Linked DNA regions of Mus musculus: region 1 is linked to region 2. Evidence: chromatin contacts called from public Hi-C data. All regions are on one chromosome and are shown on one strand. Each heading gives the region's core, a stretch centred on a gene start, on an enhancer-like site or on the middle of the called end of the contact. The rest is flanking DNA. Distances are from core to core; before and after follow the strand shown.

Region 1 (2,805 bases), core at 104-2,603, 93 kb before region 2:
TGATGTAAACCAGCAGCCAAATAGCCACAGAGCTTAAGGCCAGACCTAACTGTGTCTAGAGACTATGGAACCCACCAGAAGAGCACCTTTATGACTGAGTCCAGAGTGAGGGGAGGTGGAGACTAACCAGGCTCATGGCTCAAGGCAGGTGGAATAACGTTAACATATAACAGTGATTGAGAGTGAACCCAGTGTATGTGATAGGTAATGATAATAACAGTTATTACAATCTATTGACTTTCTATTCAGGGCTGGACACAATAAAAGAGGATTTAATTATTTTTTTCTAGTACCCGTGACAGCTGTGCATGGTAGAGATTACTGTTATCAACCCCGTTTTACAGAGAGAATACCAGGCCACGGGAGATTTCATAACAAGCCTGAAGTTTGTAAATGAGAGGACAACATTCATATTCGGGTCTGACCTGTTTTAGTGTCTGGCTCTTGGCAGGGGACAGTTTCATACATGTATGGCGTATTTACAATATATGCATTTGTATGCGTCTGTATACAATGTATTGTGATCATGTTGGTTCCTTAGAACCCCCTTCCCCTCTCTTGCTGACCCCATCTCCCCAATTAACCCTCTCCTACTTTCCTTTTATTTTTTGGACTCACTGGATTTTATTAGAGTTGCTTATGTTGGCATTGGATAGGAGTTATTTATTGGAGCCTAGGCAACATACCGGGGCTACACCACTGAAGGAAATGAATGACTGCCTCTTTTGAGTAAGCATCCCAACTCTTATGCCTACTAGCACCAAGCTTTGAAACAGATTGCATGTTTCCGTTTAAATTACTATAGTGTCAGGCACATAAACCAAGATAAACCCAATAGATGGCATTGAAGAGCCACAGCGTGGAGTCATAGCTGAAACAAGGAAATGGAATACCATGATCCTAAGAAACGTACGTAGCTGCCGGCTGGCTCACTTGCTCAGTGCTCTCCTACACTGGGCAGAGCCCTGAGCGTAATCTGCAGCACTGGAAACGGACCATCTGGATTTCTTCTTATAGGTCCACTTGAGACTGTTTGGAGCCAAGAATTTTGATAGTGATCCCTGGCAAACCAGACTTGGTGTCAGGGAGCTGCTCTGTAAAGCTGTAAGTGACGGAAGAGATGCGTAGGAGACAGCCTATGCGTTCACAAGGTGTGCCAACTTCGATTCTCCCAACCTGTGCTCCTGCCCTCCTCTGTTCCTTCCTAGCTATTTAAATGGCGATCCTATTGTTGGAGGATTTCATAGGGGATTGCGAGCAAGGGAATTCATCTGGGCTCAGTAAGGCAGATTCATGTTTGATTTAGCTTCTTTTGCGGAGTATTGATTTTAAACAGGTTTTGCTGCAATAATATTGTGGTTATGTCATCCCTCTGGACCATCAAAATAGCAACTCTTGTCTAAAAAGGAAATACGTTTCTGGCCTGGATTGTTTGGCATTTCCTGGTATTTATTGGCTCCCACATGCCTGTGAATCTTCTGTGTCAGCATTCCTTGTGCTTATATTCAGAGGAAGGAGGAAGAACAAGTCAGTGTCACCTCCTGAGAGCAGCAGTGTGGGCAATGGTGACCTCTGGATGACACATCACATCCGTTCATAAACTCTGCTAGGGATAGTCTGTTCCTTACCATAGCAAACCCAGTGGTCTGTCATTTAGGGACTCCCACTCTTCCATTTTTCAAGATCCAGAGTGATTTGGTTGCCTTCTGTCTGGCTCCTCAGAGTCTCCCATCTTTCTGCGCAGCTGTCGGTTCTCCCAGCATCTTAGAAGATAGCTCACCTTGGCTTGGTAACTTCAGTGCATATAAACTGGTTAGGCTGATGCCTATCTGGGGTGGGGGGGGCTTTAAACCCTGTTTGTGTTTTATCTTTTGAAGTAGGAAGAATTTGGCATGGCATGGCCAGTAGCTTAAAGTGAAGTAGGAAAGACCTCCTTACAGTTTTGGAGATTTGAGACGAGAGTATAGTGTATCTGTTAGTGTTATGAAGATAGTGTGCATGCCCTGGATAGGATATAGAATACCTCTGCCTTTTAAGACTCTATGATTATGAACAGTTCCGTTTCATACATACACACTTGGGTACTGTCCAAATCAAATTCAGGGTCAGGTAGATGGTAGGGTGGGTAAAAAAGCTGCACAAGACATGGTGATCTGTGACCCCATCACCCCTGAGGTGAGATGGGAGGTGAGGCAGGAGAATGGATCTGAAGCCACAGGCCAGCTCTTTTGGAATGTGCATTTCAGCAGCCCTCATGATCAGCACATGTGTGCTGTGGCATGCATATATGAAGGCATGCGTGTTCCTGCGCACACTCTAAATAAATAATTGAAAAACCTTGCAAGTGGAAAACCATTGCATTATGGCGCCATTGTTACCCAAGAAGACTGTGTCATTCCAAGTTCCCAAAAGTCATTGCTGATTTGATGACTCACAGGGAACGGATGGTGGTTTGGAAATGGGTCTATGTTAGCAGCCCTCCAGTTTTTTACAGATGCTATGAGGGTATCTGTGGCTCGGGCGTAAGATGGTTGGCCGTCACCACTCCCTTTATTCTAAGTGGTTGTCTTATTATTGACCACTGAAGAAGAGAAGTAAAGGTTTAGCGAAGGACCCGTTTGCATACACGACTGTGCTGAGGCCTAAACTTGGCAGCAGTTTGAATTAAAATGAAGTTTAACCTGCCCATAGTCAGGCTGGAAGCAGTACTGTAACACATGTTTAGTTTCTCAAAACAAGTAGCGCCTCTTTGAAAACAGCACATTTTCTCATAGCAATGCCTAAGTTACCTGGAGTGATGGGATT
Region 2 (2,909 bases), core at 252-2,751:
TCGTTTCTACGGTGGCCCCATTTAAGAGTTCCCAGATATTTGTCTGAGTCATCTGCTGGGTGGAGCTTCTCAAAGGACATCTTGCTCCTGTCTGCAAGCATAACAGAGTATCCTTAATAGGCTTAGGAGTTAGTGCTTGCCCCTGGGACAGGTCTCAAGTAGGGCTGGTTATTGGTTGGGCATTCCCTCAGTCTCTCCTCCATTCCCCATGCCTGTATTACATGTAAACAGGATTCATTTTAGGTTGAAAATTTTGTGGGTGGGTTGATGTCCCTATCTCTCCAAAGGGGTTCCTGTCTGGCTACAGAAGGTGGCCTTTTCCGGTTCCATATCACCAATGTTGTGAGTCACAGCTAAAGTCACCCTACACTGCTTCTTGGGCATATCCCTCATCCCAGGTCTCTGTCTTGTCCTAGAGATGCCCTGCACCTCCTCACTCTGGTCAGTTGCAGATTTCCATTCATTTTCATGGCCATCTCTCCTGTCTTTCCCCACACCTGATCCTGAATCCCCCATTCCCCTCCCTATATCCCTCCCTCCTAGTTCACTCCCTCCATCTTCATCTTATGACTATTTTATACAGATACCCACAGCCAAACAGTGGACAGAGCTTGGGGACTCTTATGGAAGAATAACAAGGATTGCAGACTCTGAAGGGGATAGGAATTCCACAGGAAGACCAACCTGGACCCTTGGGGCTGTCAGAGTCTGAGCCATCAACCAAAGAACATAAACAGGCTGGACCTAGGTAGGCCTCCCCACACATATATACCAGGTGTGCAGCTTGGTCTTCATGTGAGTCCAAACAACTGGAGAGGGTGCTATCCCAAAATCTGTTGCCTATACATAGGTTATGTTCTATTAGCTGGGCTGCCTTTTCTGGCTTCAGTGAGAGAGGAAGTGCCTAGCCTTGCAGAGACTTGAAGTGCCAGGGTAAGGGGATAACCCAGGGCATAACCATCTGCTCAGAGAAGAAGGGGAGGAGGGAGGAGGGAGGAGGGAAGGATTGTGGGAGGCTGTGGAGGGGCAGTGAGTAGGATGTAAAGTGAATAAGTAAAAAAAAAAAAAAATTAAATAAAAAAAATCCAGATAAAAGCCAGTGTGATCTTTAAATTCCTCTTGCCAAATAATACTCTTTGACAGGGTGAGACCAAATATTTTAGACCCAATCCAATAGCAGAACAAGGCACCCCTCTCCACTCCCCCCCCCCCATTCCCACATGGTGTGGTCATTAGTAGCTCTTCGGTTTTCAAAGGATTGGAATCGGAACAGTAAAATGGACTCCGTTGCCACAATCTCGTGGAAACGTTCTTGTTGTTGACGATGGTTCAGAATCACTTTGCTAGCTGCTTTGGCTTCAGGGCTGTCATCTTGAGGAGCAGAAGCCCTGGCATCCAACAGCAGAGGCTTCTTGAGTTGCGAGCGCCCTTCTCTTTTACCCACAGATGGAGGTCAGGGTGGCCTAACCCCGAGGAAGGCTTGGCAGCTTTCTGAGGGTGGAGATGAGAACTGGGCCTTCTGACAAAAAAACGCCTGTGCAGGCTGGGCCTGCCAGCTGCTGTGTCCTGGGAAGAGGCTGCTTTTGCTTAACCCCTGCCATCTGGGTGGCAAATGTCCTCCTCCCAGGTCCCTGAGGACTCACCTTTAAAGGAGATTGCAGGACCTTCAGTCTCTCTCTCTCTCTCTCTCTCTCTCTCTCTCTCTCTCTCTCTCTGTCTGTCTCTCCCTCCCTCCCTCCTCTCTTTCTCCCTCCTTCCTTTCCCCTCCTCCTCCCTCCCTTTCTCTCCCTCCCTCCCCATCCCATGCTCCCCCACATGTGTGTGTGTGTGTGTGTGTGTGTGTGTGTGTGTGTGAGAGAGAGAGAGAGAGAGAGAGAGAGAGAGAGAGAGAGAGAGGAGAGAGAGTCTACACTTTCACTAAGTATAATTTCTCTCGTACCATCCACTCTTTTCTTTTGTTTAGAGACAGAATCTTTTCTGGTCTGGAACTGGACAAGAAGGCTAAGCGAGTTGGCTAACAAGCCTAGGGTAGTGCTTGTTTCTGCTCCCCAGCCCTGCGATTACAACTATTTGCCATCATGTCCAGCTCTTTAAAAAGTAGATTCTGACATCAAACTCTGGTCTCTTATGCTTGCAAGGCAAGCAATTTGTCATCTGAGCTGGCTGTTTAATCCCCACCTTTTCTTCCTTTGCTTCTTAGCCATGGGATGAATAGTTTGCTCTGCTATCCACACACCTCCAAGGCAAACCAGAAACCAGATCCGGGGCCTAACAGCCATGGGTCTCTCTGATAATGGGTTGAAACTATGAGCCATACCAAACCTCTTCATTTTATGAGTCATTTGTTACATCGACAGAACTATGTCATGTTAGACCAGGAAGCAGGCCCTTCCTCAAATCCCAGGGGAGAGCAGAAGAGACACTGTGGGAAGCCACATGTGCCATTGCAGGGTGGTGCTGGCTACCGTTGGCCATCATGCATACATAGGCAGTAAAGTTTTTTGCCAAGATGAGGTTTTGAGAATTAACCAATCGGATGAGAGAGAAGTTAACCAATCAGATGAGAGAGAAGTTACCAATCAGATGTAGGCATGCAAATGAGGTGGTAAGCATAACCCATGCATAGCACCAGTTCTGGGCTGGGGTCTCTTTGCTTCTGCAATCAAGCTCTCCCAATAAATGTGTGCAGAAGGATCCTGTTGCAGCATCGTTCTTGCTGGCGAGTCAGGGCGAGTGTAAGAAGACACATAAAACATTTCACTATGCAAACACCCTACTTCAGACACTGAGGACTCTCAGATCAGTTACATACAACACTATTAGGAAACAGCCAACATTTACTGAGAAACCCCTTAGCCCGGGCACAAACAGTTCCCCAATCAGTCTTTAACACTTCCTACAGAGGGTGG

The links. Hi-C and Micro-C count contacts between places; a contact is called where the count stands out from the background.
Region 1: a contact with region 2 is called in a Hi-C map of uterus, with 3 times the contacts expected there. The contact joins two enhancer-like sites. A contact is called at or near these places in 7 of 484 Hi-C or Micro-C datasets (cardiomyocytes, liver, macrophages and 1 more) and 1 of 115 datasets of contacts at active chromatin or transcription factors (embryonic stem cells).

The regions. Positions count from the first base shown.
Region 1 is chr10:95,231,434-95,234,238 of GRCm38.p6, reverse strand. All of the region lies in intron 2 of Cradd (CASP2 and RIPK1 domain containing adaptor with death domain), which reads left to right. Among named protein-coding and RNA genes, the nearest start is that of Gm29684, 87 kb to the right of the region's middle. Within about 2 kb of position 1,353, at least 37 of the 459 cell types and tissues checked have an H3K27ac peak or open chromatin away from gene starts, as enhancers often do. A contact at or near this core is called in uterus, where this site is marked.
Region 2 is chr10:95,138,418-95,141,326 of GRCm38.p6, reverse strand. The region is part of intron 2 of Gm29684 (predicted gene, 29684); the gene reads left to right. Among named protein-coding and RNA genes, the nearest start is that of Gm29684, 6.0 kb to the left of the region's middle. Within about 2 kb of position 1,501, at least 50 of the 459 cell types and tissues checked have an H3K27ac peak or open chromatin away from gene starts, as enhancers often do. A contact at or near this core is called in uterus, where this site is marked.